2 separate regions of the Triticum aestivum genome follow, and region 2 is linked to region 1. Evidence: chromatin contacts called from public Hi-C data. All regions are on one chromosome and are shown on one strand. Each heading gives the region's core, a stretch centred on a gene start, on an enhancer-like site or on the middle of the called end of the contact. The rest is flanking DNA. Distances are from core to core; before and after follow the strand shown.

The links. Hi-C and Micro-C count contacts between places; a contact is called where the count stands out from the background.
Region 2: a Hi-C map of leaf shows a contact between it and region 1, with 8 times the contacts expected there. The contact joins the promoter of LOC123119642 here to the promoter of LOC123119638 in region 1. A contact is called at or near these places in 2 of 5 Hi-C or Micro-C datasets (both in leaf).

The regions. Positions count from the first base shown.
Region 1 is chr5D:92,548,386-92,556,201 of IWGSC CS RefSeq v2.1, forward strand. It overlaps LOC123119638 (polyubiquitin), which reads right to left and starts at 1,316. Exons shown (of 3, transcript XM_044539500.1): 1 at 1,067-1,316; 2 at 53-264. The coding sequence starts at 264.
Region 2 is chr5D:93,147,594-93,155,409 of IWGSC CS RefSeq v2.1, forward strand. LOC123119642 (heparanase-like protein 1) reads right to left here and starts at 3,497. Exons shown (of 10, transcript XM_044539504.1): 1 at 3,149-3,497; 2 at 2,270-2,521; 3 at 2,142-2,178; 4 at 1,027-1,210; 5 at 656-804; 6 at 324-554; 7 at 36-225. The coding sequence starts at 2,479.

The DNA.
Region 1 (7,816 bases), core at 66-2,565:
GGTCTTGCCGGTGAGGGTCTTGACGAAGATCTGCATTCCACCACGCAGGCGGAGCACCAGGTGGAGGGTGGACTCCTTCTGGATGTTGTAGTCAGCGAGGGTGCGACCGTCCTCAAGCTGCTTGCCAGCAAAGATGAGGCGCTGCTGGTCCGGAGGGATGCCCTCCTTGTCCTGGATCTTCGCCTTGACGTTGTCGATCGTGTCAGAGGACTCGACCTCAAGGGTGATGGTCTTGCCGGTGAGGGTCTTCACAAAGATCTGCATCTGCAAACATAAAGTGTACCAAAACCATAGTAAGGCACTCGTAATCATGAAACTGCAGAACATAAAGCATATATGAACTAGAAAGCCACGATCCAAGAGGGATGAAATTGTAACTATGTGTGAACATCTCAATAGGAACAATTAGATAGCAGATTGATGTTCAAGTTTGACAACAAGCTAAAAAAATCAGTTAATATATATGATTTTCAGACAAGAACTGATGCACAAGTACAGATAATTTCAAGTTTTGACACAGCAAGCTACAATATCTAGTTAAATCAACAGTACTATTGTAAGCAAACACAATTGACTCTTAGAGCAGAACCGGTGCACAAGAACGAATCCTCCAAACAACTACTAGGCCCAACAACTAATATAGGAAACAGTTTTGCTAAAGCACATCTAGATGTGCCCCGGTATATCCGTTGACAGATCGCATAGGTGCGACATAAAAGGCTCATGAGCGCCACAAAGTCTGAACGACTCAGCAGGAACAGAGCGGAATCAATCAACTACATACGCCTAGATGAACATAATCAACATCAGTTGCATCTCAAATCGGCAGATCTACCGATAATCCAGGCATAATCGTGAGAGATTTCACGACAACGGAGCCAAATCAACAGCAATCGATCAACAAATCTATATGGAACGAGCGGAATCAACTAGACACCTCTAATCGGCAGATTCACCCGATAATCCAGGCATAATCGAGAGGGATTTCGCGACAACCGACTACGGGGCAGATCAACAGCAATCAATCAACGATAATAGCGAGGAGCGCGGTCTGGGATTCGCGTACCTCGGAGGACGAGAAAGCCTTGGCTTCGATTCGATCGGAAACTTTCTGGGGCTCGCTTGGCAGGGAGGATTGGATGAGTGGTGGAGGAGACGGGAGGGGATGGGGATTTAAAGGGAGAAGAGTCCCGTGAGGCTACGGCACGGGTGACGACGGGTGGGGAGCGATGCGAGGCCTCCACCACGCAATTTCGGGGAAAGGCAAGGGAGAGGAGAGCGACCCCGCCGCGGAGATATCAAAGGTTTTGGCCAGCTATAGAAAAAGGTTGGTGACCGGCTCACGCCGCTAGCACCGTCCGTGCACGTCGGCCGTCCGTTGATGAATCTTTTCTCTACCCCTAAAAATATCTTTTCTCCTCGGAAAAGAAAATCCTTTAAAACAACTTTAATGGGCCGACTCAAATGGACAGCGATTTTGTTTCCTTTTCGTCCTTTTGGGTCGGACGCCCGGCGTCCGTCTTGTTTTTCTTTTGGGTCGGCCATGCACCCAACTCCGCGACCCATTTCATGTCCGCGCATAAATTCGAAAAAGGCTCATGGCTATAGATCATGCCATCGGCCATGCCGTCGTCCAAAGTTGATGCCGGCATCATGCCTGCGGCCGACATACAATGCCAGCCACCAAGAAAACCACCACAGTTCATGCTGGCGGACTTGCCAGCGGCCGGCACACATGCCAACACACATAAAATGGGCGGGAATTCGACCACGCCATCTCGGTCGTGGTCATGCCAGCACACTTGCCGGCATACAAAAAGGATGGCGCTCGCCGCCATAGATCACTCGTCGTCGAACTTGAACATGTTGGCCTGCATCTTCTCGAACCAGGGCCTCTTCCTCGGCAACACGGTGTTGAGGTCCACATTGGCGGCCTCGATCGCGAGCATCTTGGCTTGCTTCTCCGCCTCCATCTCAAGCCTCCATCTTTGGATCTCCATGAAGGCGTTCATTTGCTCTTCCTTGTCTTGCCGACGCTTCTCCTCCCTTGAGTCCTTACTTATCCTGCCCTTCACGGTTGCGAGCAAGGCGATCGACACCGCATCTTGCTTGTCCTCCTTCTTGGAGTTGGTCTTCTCCCACGGCCGTGGCTTTTTTCACCCTCCCCAACCTCCTCCACGGCTTTCTTCCCCCCACGCGCCATGAGGGCGGCATATTGCGCCTTGAACTTCTCCTCCCCATTGATGACCATCCAGCAATGGGAGAGGTTGAAAGGCTTGCCGTCATGTTGGACCTTGAATGCCTCCAAAGCTTGAAATGCCTACAAATGAATAGCATGCAAGCATATGGGCAAATGGACATGCGAAATGGATATGCAAGCATAACGGGAATGGAAACAAAGAGGGGCGCATGTATACCATGTCTTGCATGTCGATGCCACTCACGGGGCATGCCTTCACTACCGTAGGATGCTGCTAACGCGACATGACAATCAAGGACCCTTCGACTAAACTGTGTGCGATGCAATAATCGCAAATGGTGATGTAAAAAACCGTCAAAAAAGATGCAAAACGTTTGCGATGGCGGATACATCAAACACGATTTGGATTTTTGCATGTGCGACGCGAGGCATACAGTTCAGTACAATGAACTGTTTGTGATGAGGCAGAACAACAGAAACAGGCAGCCAGATGAAGGTGTATGCGATATACGACGTACAGTTCACTCCGATGAACTGTTTGTGATTAGGCGGAACAAAAGAAACGGTCAGCCAAATCAAGGTGTGTGCGATAGAGGGCAAACAGTTCACTCGGGTGAATTGTTTGCGTTGAGCCAAGAGAACAGAAACGGTTCAATTTAACAAGATGTGCGTGATACGTGGCAAACATGTCTATAATCAGAAATGTGTGCGAATATCAATAATAACACAGACGATTGCTGCTAATAAGACGTGTGTGTTGTGCGATGAGATTGCATACAGAACAACAACATATATACACACGCTTATAAGGACATGATTGCATAATCAAATTAAACATCCAATTACATAGGTGGCTACTACACACATGACATTTGCACACACCAAAGTAAACTATTACATGCATAATTACATAGGTGGCTACTACACACATGACATTTCCACACACCAAATTATTACATGCATAATTAACTAGGATAAATGATTATCTGATCATCATCTACTTCTTGTGACGCTTGCCACTACTGCTTTGCTTGTGGCTCGATCCCACCTCGTCGATTTCGGTAACGAGGCACTTCCTCATGTCAAGGACCCGCCTGTGCATCTCGTAGCATGTGTACGCGCTCTTGGCCGCGAACTTGAGGTGAGGTTCATCCAGTTGCCGCGTCCAGGCCCCGTGCCAGGATATGGGACTTGTTCCGTTGGCATCCCGCTTCATCTTTTTGTAGTAGGGGTCGATGATGGCCGAGGCGATTTCAACCAGTGAGTCCTTCTTCGTGCTGCCCCAGACCCTGTAGTGGTCACGGATTTTGACAAGGTTCTTGCAGGCCAAGCCCGTAACCTTGAGCGCTTTTATATCATTGGAGGTTTCCACAAAAGCGAACGTGTAGTCGGTTTGACAAACCTGACAAAACGGTCGCAAGGCTCTGTGGCCATGCAGTAGTGGTAGATGAGGACATGATGGCGCACGCACAACTGGGCGACAACAACCTTCTGATCTTTGCCAGGACGACCGCCGGTGTACGGGAGGTCGATGCCAACCACCATGTACTTGTCTCGAGCAAGCAATTGCTCCACGGTGTTGATGTAGTCCTCGACCACGGCCGAGTCGATGGTGTACACCACCGAGAGATCCGTCTCCCTGGCGTAGGTCTCCACTTTATGCTCACCAAACTCCATTGGAGCGCCGCTAGATATCCTCTCTGTATGTGTCGTCGTGGGTGTGCTTGTTGTGTTGTGGGGCGAGATCGAAAGGTTGAAGAGACTAAGGTTATAATGGCCGCGGAATTAATTGGGAAGCCAGACGACCTGGAATATCCGCACGCCCGGATGGCAATTCTAATTTGCAGCGCGTAACTCCATCGTGTCGCACGTAACTGCATCGTGGCGACGCGCGCGGCGCAACCGCATGCATATGGCCCCCAACATGATCGTGCGCAGGCCCCAACCGCTGCAAAGCGCGCGCGCAGGGACGCGAGCAGAGCGCTCCGCTGTCGCCTCAATGGCGAGCAAGATATATACGCATATAGCAGTTGAACACGCAAGAAAAAGCTGTTCACAATCTGAGCGCATGGAGGTATGATACGTCTCCAACGTATCTATAATTTTTGATTGTTCCATGCTATTATATTATCCATCTAAGATGTTTTATATGCATTTATATGCTATTTTATATGATTTTCGGGACTAACCTATTAACCTAGTGTCAGTTTCTGTTTTTTTTCTTGTTTTTGAGTTTTACAGAAAAGGAATACCAAACGGAGTCCAACTAACGTGCCAATTTTTGATGATTTTTTATGGACCAAAAGAAGCCCTCGGAGTAAAAGAGTTGGGCCAGAAGAGTCCCGAGCCATCCACGAGGGTGGAGGGCGCGCCCTACCCCCTGGGCGCGCCCCCTGCCTCGTGGATGACTCAGAGACCCCCCCTGACGTGAGACCGACGCCAAAAATTCCTATAAATAAAGAAACCCCCGAAAAGAAACCTAGATCGGGAGTTCCGCCGCCGCAAGCCTCTGTAGCCACAAAAACCAATCGGGGACCCTGTTCCGGCACCCTGTCGGAGGGGGGAATCATCACCGGTGGCCATCTTCATCATTCCGGCGCTCTCCATGACGAGGAGGGAGTAGTTCACCCTCGGGGCTGAGGGTATGTACCAGTAGCTATGTGTTTGATCTCTCTCTCTCTCTCTCTCTCTCTCTCTCTCTCTCGTGTTCTTGATATGGCACGACCTTGATGTATCGTAAGCTTTTCTATTATAGTTGGATCTTATGATGTTTCTCCCCCTCTATCTCCTTGTGATGAATTGAGTTTTCCCTTTGAAGTTATCTTATCGGATTGAGTCTTTCAGGATTTGAGAACACTTGGTGTATGTCTTGCGTGGGATACCTGTGGTGACAATGGGGTATTCTATTGATTCACTTGATGTATGTTTTGGTGATCAACTTGCGGGTTCCGTGACCTTGGGGATCTATGCATAGGGGTTGGCACACGTTTTCGTCTTGACTCTCCGGTAGAAACTTTGGCGCACTCTTTGGAGTGACTCTTTGTTGCATGTTGAGGGATTGTTATATGATCTAATTATGTTATCCTTGTTGAGAGAACTTGCACTAGTGAAAGTATGAACCCTAGGCCTTGTTTCGAAGCATTGCAATACCGTTTACGCTCACTTTTGTTACTAGTTACCTTATTGTTTTTATATTTTCAGATTACAAAAACCTATATCTACCATCCATATTGCACTTGTATCACCATGTCTTCGCCGAACTAGTGCACCTATACAATTTACCATTGTATTGGGTGTGTTGGGATCACAAGAGACTCTTTGTTATTTGGTTGCAGAGTTGTTTGAGAGAGACCATCTTCATCTTACGCCTCCCACGGATTGATAAACCTTGGGTCATCTACTTGAGGGAAATTTGCTACTGTCCTACAAACCTCTGCACTTGGAAGCCCAACAATGTCTACAAGAAGAAGGTTGTGTAGTAGACATCAAGCTGTTTTCTGGCGCCGTTGCCGGGGAGGCTAGGTAAGCGGTACTAACACCCCGTCAACCAAGCTCTTTTCTGGTGCCGTTGCCGGGGAGGTTAGTGCTTGAAGGTATATCTTTAGATCTTGCAATCGAATCTTTTAGTTTCTTGTTTTATCACTAGTTAGTTTATAAAAGAAAACTACAAAAAGAAAATGGAATTGAGGGTGCCTCATATGCTGCATCTTTTTAATGTCTTTCATGAAAATAAGGATTCCGATAATTGTGCCAAAGTGTTAGAAGAAGAATGCAATAAAATTTTTGGCATACAATCTTTGAATGATGAGCATGATTGCAATGTTGTTAGTATAAATTCCTTGAATATCCATGATGCTAATGATATGCAAAGCTACAAGCTTGGGGATGCTATGTTTGATGAAGATGATATTTTTAGTCCCCCAAGTTTTGATGAGAATGTTTATTATGATGAAAGCATGCCTCCTATTTATGATGATTATATTGATGAAAGTGGATTTGGAGAGGTCATGACTTTATTTAGTGATGAATCCACTGTTTCGGAAGAGGTTCCAATTGATTATGAGAACAAAATTGCTATCTATGATGATTATTGTGATGACATGTATGCTATAAAGAATAATGATAACCATGAAACTTGTCATCTTGAATTTAATTTTCAATTGGATTATGCCTTACATGATAGTTATTTTGTTGAGTTTTCTCCCACTACTATTCATAAGAAGAAATTTGCTTATGTGGAGAGTAATAAAAACTCTATGCTTGTGAATCATGAAAATAGTGCTTTATGTGATGGTTATATTGTTGAATTTATTCATGATGCTACTGAAAATTATTATGGGGGAGGAATATATGCTTGTAGGAATTGCAATAATATCAAGTTTCCTCTCTATGTGTTAAAAGTTTTGAAGTTATGCTTGTTTTATCTTCCTATGCTAGTTGATTCTTGTTCCCATAAATTGTTTGATCACAAAACCCCTATGCATATGAAGTGGGTTAGGCTTAAATGTGTTAATCATATTCTTCATGATGCTCTCTTTATGTTTCAATTCTTATCTTTTATGTGAGCATCATTGAAATCGTCATGCCTAGCTAAAAAGACATTAAAGAAAAGCGCTTGTTGGGAGACAACACAATATTTACCCCTACTGTTTTTGTGTGTCCACATGATTAAGCTACTGTATTAATCATGTTTTATAGCTTTTGTTTCAATAAAGTGCCAAGTAAAACCTTTGGGAAGACTTGGGTGAAAGTTAATGTGATCTTGCTGTAAAAAACAGAGACTTTGCGCTCACGAGATTAGCTGTCATTTTTTACAGAAGAGAGCTTTTAAGTTCATTCTTTTTGCATAAGATTAATAGAAAAATTCCTTACGTCCAACAATTTATTTCAGAATTTTTGGAGTCACAGAAGTATTCGAGAGTTACAGATTACTACAGACTGTTCTGTTTTTGACAGATTCTGTTTTCTATGTGTTGTTTGCTTATTTTGATGAATCTATGAGTAGTATCGGAGGGTATGAACCATAGAAAAGTTGAAATACATTAGATATTACACCAATATGAATTTAGAATGAGTCCACAACAGTACCAAAAGTGGTGATTTATTTTCTTATACTAACGGAGCTTACGAGTTTTCTGTTGTGAAGTTTTCAAGTTTTGGGTAAAGATTTGATGGACTATGGAATAAGGAGTGGCAAGAGCCTAAGCTTGGGGATTCCCAAGGCACCCCAAGGTAATATTCAAGGACAGCCAAGAGCCTAAGCTCGGGGATGCCTCGGAAGGCATCCCCTCTTTCGTCTTCGTTCATCGGTAACCTTACTTGGAGCTATATTTTTATTCACCACATGATATGTGTTTTGCTTGGAGCGTCATTTTATTTTCTTTTGTTTTGCTTGCTGTTTGAATAAAATACCGAGATCTGAAATTCTTAAATGTTAGAGAGTCTTCACATAGTTGCATAATTATTCGACTACTCATTGATCTTAACTTATATCTTTCGGAGTAGTTTGTCATTTGCTCTAGTGCTTCACTTATATCTTTTAGAGCACGGCGGTAGTTTTATTTTGAAGAAATAGATGAACTCTCATGCTTCGCCTATATTATTTTTAGAGTCTTT
Region 2 (7,816 bases), core at 2,247-4,746, 600 kb after region 1:
GGCCGTGATAGTCTGTTCTTCTGAAAAGTAATTACCAGAAGCTATCCAGGAAAGTATTGGAAACGGTACGGCTGCCGCTGTTATACGCTCCGCCAGCTTCCCCGACCCACGGAGCCGACCATGGTCCATGTCGTTGTATCGTGAGCTGGAGATCTCTGAATGTGTCTGAAACCCTGCTTAAATGCTGCGGGTCCAAGATTCTATTGGCCACATGTGGATCATTACCTAATCAAGATTGAATAAATTATCTTGTGCCATCTTTGATATAGGAGAAAAAATAGAAATAATTAAGGTGTACTACCAAGAACTGAAAAAACACTCACCAGCACCAAGATTGTAAATATGGTGAGTCATTCCTCTGACAACATTTGGCCCAGAGACGTCAAGGAGCTTAGCAAACCATTGTTTGTCATAGAATCCTCCTGGGGCTAGCACCAATGGTTTGCTAGAGTTTTCATATAACTGATCGACGATCTTTTGAAGTTCAACCAGGTCTTTTCCGCATTGTTCAGCTCCCACGCTTGCACCGATTCCACTTCCACTCAGTTCATTACCTAGTAAACTGCATAGTTACTTATATAGCGCTTTGCACACATGAAAGACGTTCCTTGCTTTGCGAGCAGCAAATATAGTTTTGGATTTGACAATGTATTACCAAATTCCCATGAATCAATAGGATAGTTCATTGAAACAGTATATTCCATAAACTCCTGAGCATTGCTTGAATTCCAAGCACCTCCCCAAACACCTTTGCGTATCTGCTTTCGCCCTCGAAGTGCATTAAGACCAAAAGTAATAACTGCACTGAAGGAATTAAACAAAAAATAATTAGAAAATGCACTGCATATATTATTATACGCTGCTAAAATTTTAAAAGAAAGATGATGGGGGTATTTTTAGTGCACTAATACTTTATCCCATAATATATGTTGCATGTTCAGAAGTCTGATGTAATCAATCACAACTCGCTTAGAAGAAAATATAGATGGAAATTCCTAAAGATAAGCAACTGGCAAAGGCATTCACCCTGTATTGAGGAACAGATCATTCATTGCATCCCATCTTTCCATGGTTATGCATCCTTTAGAAAATCCGAACAAGCCACTTGAAGCCTTTGTAAATGGTCTGCATGGAGATCCTAAATTTGGTGTTTCATATACCACTTGATCTTGTAAGGAGCCTCCGACTCTGATGCGTAGTGGGCTAAAAGCTACAAGAATAAATTCGGCAGAAATATTCATCAGGGGAAGAAGATGAGGTGCCATCAAGACCATAAACTAGACCGTTATGAAAAGACGGTAAACAAAAAAGTGAAGAAACTAGCTACACAAAAAAAGGAAAAACTTGCGAAGTGAAGACTCACAAGGATATTTCAGTGGCAGCTCAATTATTGTTAGATGCTAGGTTGTAAATGACTCACAAGGATATTTTACCCTTCTAAAAATTTAAGAATAAACTGAGCCTCCATAGGGAGTTGTTTTCTTTTTCGGAGAAAACGCAAAGACTTTGCGTTTCTTTTCATTCATGGGTTTTTATCATTTATGCCACTAGTTGTGTCTCACTACTCAGTTTTGTCATTAGAAATTACAACTGCTCAAAAATGCCATCGCTCCGTGAGATGTTTTCTCAAAAATGCCATTAGATATCTAAAAAATGCCATTGTTCCATTAGATATTTTCTCAGAAATGCCATCAGACATCGTTATTGTCAGGTCAAACTCATTGACCATGTAATGACAAAAATAACCCTATACCCACTTGTTTGGAGTAAGCAAGCGAATAATTTAAGAGAAAATAAGAACGTTGTTGGGATCAAGTTGGACCCACACTTTATTGTAGTGAGATAGAGGGAGAGCTGACATGTTGCTCTATAGTTATTTTGGTCATTATGACATGGCAAACGAGATTTGAGCTGACAATCATGGTGTCGAGTGGCATTTTTGAGCATGCACCTAACGAAGCGATGGCATTTTTGAGCAGTTGAAATTCCTAGTGGCAAAACTGAGTAGTGAGTGACAACCAGTGGCATAAATGATAAAAACCCATTCATTGAAAGGTGGGGGAACAAGTTACAGTAGAAAATAGGGGAGTTGTAACTGAAAAGTAGAAAATTCTTCAATTGACAACGGTCAGAACACTAACCCTGGATAACTTTAGCTAGCAACGGATTAGTCAAGTCCTGGAAATTCGGAGAAAGGCCAAACTTAGTAATTTGCGTAAAATCCAAATTCATGTGATTAATAAGAGTATTATTGGGATTCAGGACCTACCATATTCAAGATAGAAGCCTTTCCCCATGGGCACTGATCATAGTTGCACTTCTCCGGAGGCCACCAATCAAGGGTAGCGCAAATGAACTCATCACTGGTCGCAGCGATCGTCTTGGAGCCCCGTACGATGACGGTTACGTCGGAGTAATCTTCCGACAGGATCAGTGTAGGCAAGCAAACAAGGAGAAGAAGGAGAGACCACAACCTCATGCTTCCACCACCTGCAAATGATGTTGTCCACCAAATAGACAACTAGAGCGGTTCAGGCTTATCATGCTCTTTAAATAACGTGATTAGTTGGTATGGAAAGGTCCAAATTCCTGCTCTGTTGGCATAGCTGAAAGTGACAGCCACAGGTCCATTTTTCTTCCATATGTCATCTTTTCCAGGTTTTAACAGGTCAATTCATTATCAGCTTGGCTTTATTCATGTAAGATTCGTCACTGATGAAACGCCATTTTAACTCACATTTAAAAAAAATGTTTTCCACTTTGCATATTTCTTTCAAGATTTTAAACTTTATCAATCGGAGAGTAAAGTTAAAAATTATTATTTTTTAACAAATTGCCCCAAAGATACTGAAGAAATGATCTACAAACCTGTACTACCTGTTCCGCTAAATATTTGAGCACATCGAAACCCAGCCGAATCTGAACCTCCAACGGAGCAAGAACACGCTCTACGGCTCTAGTACCAGTGGTTCAGAGGATGAAACCAAGCAACACCAACTCCCTTCCCAACATACACCTAACCAGTATCGAATCTATTGAAGCAACTAAAACCAAGCCGGGCGCAGTGGCGATTTGCTGCAGATTTGCAAGCTAGGCAGTGCAGAGAAGGCGGAAGCAAACGGAAACGGAGACGAGGGCCATTAATTACCTGGAGATCACAGCCAAGCCAAGGGATGCTCCGGAGCCCGCTCGGAGAGTCACAGGAAAAAGAATGCTTGAAGAACAGAGCAACAGGTCCCAGAATGGGGCCCAGCGGATCAAAGGAAAATATGGCGTCCTTCTCCCGGAGATCCTCGCCGTCGCCGGCGCCGCTTGTCAGCGGTTGCCAAGAGTCGAGCGGCGCTTCTCCGAGAGAGAGAGGGAGAGAGATTCTTGAAGGAAGAAAAATCTGGAGGTAGCTGCCGGTCCTCTTTATATCTCCCTTTGAAGCCACTCCCCCTGGAGAAAGCTGTGCCTCTCCTAATTAAACAGCAGCGGTATGACGACAAACCAATTACTTCGGTCCAAATCTGAACACTGAAGACGATGGTGCTTCTTGCAGAAGTTGAAAAAAGATGGGCACGTTTTCACTCCCCGCCACTGAATTCTTTTGTGGTCCCAGCCCAAGCTATTTTTTCGTATTGACTGGCAATACATTTTCTGTGAGTAATTAGATTGATCATGTGAGAGTGATGCTAGTAGATTCCCTTTCCGAATATTACTGCTTTGCTATTGGGCAATATTGACCATTGGATATATGCGGCTGAATGGATGAGATCTGTTAGATCTCTGTAACTCGCATTTTCAATATTGATATGGATATAGACTAGGTATGTGCCCATGCGTTAACAGGGGCAAAATATTATTTTTAACACAATAAGAGGACCATGGGATATTTTTTCATGCAAAACAAAATAGATAAAATAGGATTATGATTTGGTTATAAAGTATATATTTTTTTTGTCATTTTTTAACTGAAAAAATAGATATGTGTCTGTGATTGATCTTCTTTATTGGGTTATATCGAAGATAAGGGATTGACTGATATTTATTTGCTGATTGACTTTTTATTGGGTTATCAAAGATAAGGATTGATTGATATTTATTTGCTTACAAGCATGAATTTATTGCTATTGATTGGGATACCAAAGATATCCGAGGGAGGACGAAGGGATGAGCGAAAACATGTTCGACGGAAGAGGAAACCTTATCATCTAAAAAGATCCAAAAGGGCAGATTCAACAAACCTCGGCCGTCAAACCATGTCAATCCAACGATCCATATTGCTCCAACGGCGAGGGCTCAACATGTTTAGCTTGCAATTAATATCATATCAAATATGGATATCAACACTATCCATATAATTAACGTGTAATTGATATCTTGCCTAATGTCAACATGCAATTAATTTTCTCCCGAATATCAACCTGCAATTAGTTTTCTCCCAAATATCAACATGTATTGCGCGTGTACATTTACTACTACCTCTGACCTGGTTTATTTTGGGTCGAACTTTGACCTTTTAATTTAACTAAAAAGTAATTTATATACCATAAAAATAACATCATTCAAAACCTCTTTCAAATATGGATCCAACAATATAAGTTTTGTGACATACAACTTATAATTTTGTTAGTCAAATATACGGTTAAAATTATGCACAACTACTACCTTCGTCCTGATTTATTAGTCCCCTTTGTATTTTGTGCAAAATTTTGACCATGAATTTAATTAATAAAATGTTAATGCATGTCACAAAAAATAGTATCATTGGAAACTATGCTCAAATACGAATCCAATGATATAACTTTTAATGACATGCATTAACATTTTGTTAATAAATTCTATGATCAAATTTTGGCACGAAATACGAAGATGGCCAATAAACCATGACAAAGGTAAGTGGTACGAGAAAGTTGGCGAACATAATGTAGTGAGGTTGGTATTATTAGGGGTGGCATACATGTGGGTCCAGAGATGGCATTCCATCAGCCAATGTAAAGCATTTGCAACATGACGTCGGCGTTGACGACATAACAGTAAGCAAGTATGGGAGTGTTCCAAAATTAGTTGGATGTGAAAAATTGTTAGTAAGAAAATCCTACCATGAGTCATGACCATGATTCTCGCACCACCACCACCACCACCAACAACAACAACAACAAGGAAGAGGAAAGTCATGACCATGATGATAATAAAAAAGGAGTCATGACTATGATAATCTTGTACTTTATGGTGGCCAAGGAGAGCATCAATCTTAGATAATGCGCACGCGAAGAAAGCCAAAGGAAACTTGTAATGATCCCTGACTTGAAGAAAGATCAAAGGATTAATGGAGGACGTGATGTCTCTATGGCGAACGGAAGTCCAAGTCAGAGATCAACTAATCCACGTCACGCATTTTCAATGCGGATTAAAAGTGACAACAGAATCAAAAGTGGAGGGAGTGACCCACGTACGTAGCTTCTATCCACCCTCCTCTTGGTGCAACTTGCTTGTCGAGTGGATATGCTCGGAACTGCTCACCATCGTGCCACCCAAAACCTATCCTCTCCAATAGGTCTCGTCTCTCTGATCACCAACGATCTGCATACGCATGCTTTTCTTCCTCAAATTGGTCTGACCAGATTCTTGCTTTTGTCTGGACGTAGGCATAAGGTGACTGTAGGAGGAGTGGTCCAGATGGAGAGCATGCCACACTAGGCATGCACATCCAACAACAGCGATCCTTCTCAAAATAAATAAACAAATAAATCCAACAACAGCGATCTATTTGGAATTTTGGATGCCTCCATTGCTCACCGCATCGGCCGACCGTGACAGACAACTGCACCACTGTTCTTAGACATTGATGTCTCGATTAATTCCTGCCAATACCTGAAATTAAGAACATAAATCCAACTTCCCCGTTGCGTTCGGTCCATCAAATAGTTGAAGCTAGTTTGGGCCGGACGTGGAACTCTTCGGCTGCGTGTAAATCTAAATCAGGGCTCGGTCGACGTGAAATGGGCCGCGTTTTGCTTTTTGGCAGGAGGACATCAGGTGAATTTCACGTCAGATAGGTCTTGGTTTTGACCGACTTGGTCAGGGAATGCGTCCGGCTTTGACCCAGCCACTCCATGGTCAAAGGTCCAGTCAAGCCAGCGAGAAAATGATCAAAAGGAGTTGGAGCAATGTTATTTTGATTCAGCATACGCGAAATGTGTCAACTTGGGGTGCCACTGACCCTGCAGCAAAGCAGGACGGAAGAAGAGGGAATCATCATGGAAAAACATCTAAAGACTCTATTTCCCCCTCCGTCCGAGCGACGCGAGAGCGACGGGGAGGGAACCCTAGCCACCGGTCCAACCTTCCCTCTCCTCCCTCCCCCGCATTGGCAGGCGCTGACGGGCAAAGCCCGGTCGACACGGCAACGGCGGGGCCTCTTCTCCTCTCTGCCCAACGGTACCGACGCAGGACGACGGTGTTCTGTGGCGATGTGGTATTGAGTATATTAGCAATTTTCCAACTAAATTAATCTAGAAATAAATCATGAACATTATTGATCACATACTGGTATCTAATCTGATAGGCACATACTACACATATAGTACAAGTATCTACGTAAATAGCCAGTACTGTGCACACGGAAATAAACAGGAGTGGGATAAACGAGTTAAACCCTCCAGCAGGCTAGGCCGAAGCCGCGGCAGCGGTGGCGGCTCCTCGGCGGCCTTCTTCTCGGCAGCGAGCTTGTTGGCATCGGTGGACATGTTGATGACGAAGGCGATAAGAATGCAGACGAAGTAGTGGTCGTAGACGAACGGCGACAAGCAGTCGCGTAGGAGACGCTCCCCAAAAACCAAATCACCTCTCTCCCATACAGGATCTCAAGAGACGGGATTTCGGAGGCCCGCTCTCTCGTACAACCGTGCATGTTGTGGACGGGATGGGATTGCCGGCGGCAGCAGGGAGTGGAACGACGGTGGGCACTGCACGTGGAAGCATAGCAAATGTGATCTATTCTTCGCAGTGGTTAGCGTTGCCAACGCCTCCAATATATAGGCGCGGCCAGGTAGGGAGACGTGGGCTGGACCCACGTCTGAGTCGGCAACAGTCCACAATCTGACGTCTTAGATTTGTGTCTCGTCTGTTACGGACTCTCCATTTCTGGCCGGCAAAAATAAGCGCACATATGACATAGGTATGAGCACGGCTCAACTCATAGATGACACACGCGCAACATGAGGCGTTGCGAGGCGGCCAACGGCGGAGGAGCGCGCGGGAACCACTCCTCTTCTCAAGATCCAATAGCATGTAGAAGAGGAACCCTTATAAAGAGGTCAAACTCTTCCTCCACTAGCGGTATGATACTAAACTTCCCATCACCTAGTCATAATACCCACATGAGCCCTTAGAGATTTTTATGAAATTACTAGATCGGCCTAAAGCCCACCTCATAATTCAACAATCCCCCACCAGATCTCGAAGGTCCATTATGTTGTTCTCTTCTACAAACATTGTTTTGGTATATTAGTATTTTCAGTGGAGACCAGTTAAGACTGAGCATCCACCTAGGGCAAGTAGTTACACTCCTTCACAACTAACAATGTACTATGCCTTAAATTGTCAGTTTGACGTAAAGAAGTTTCACCAAATGTCTTTCCAGTACTAGGCTGCGGAAGGCTGACCCGTCGGGTGGAATATATTAGTCACACTCCTGGCCTATTCATGAGCTTGCTAGACACCACCCAATCTCATAGACTATGACCAACTATCGGGCTCATATAGATGTGTTCCTCTGGAGATCGCTTTATAGGATAGCATCTTGCTTATACAAGCTTTGGAGCACATTAAG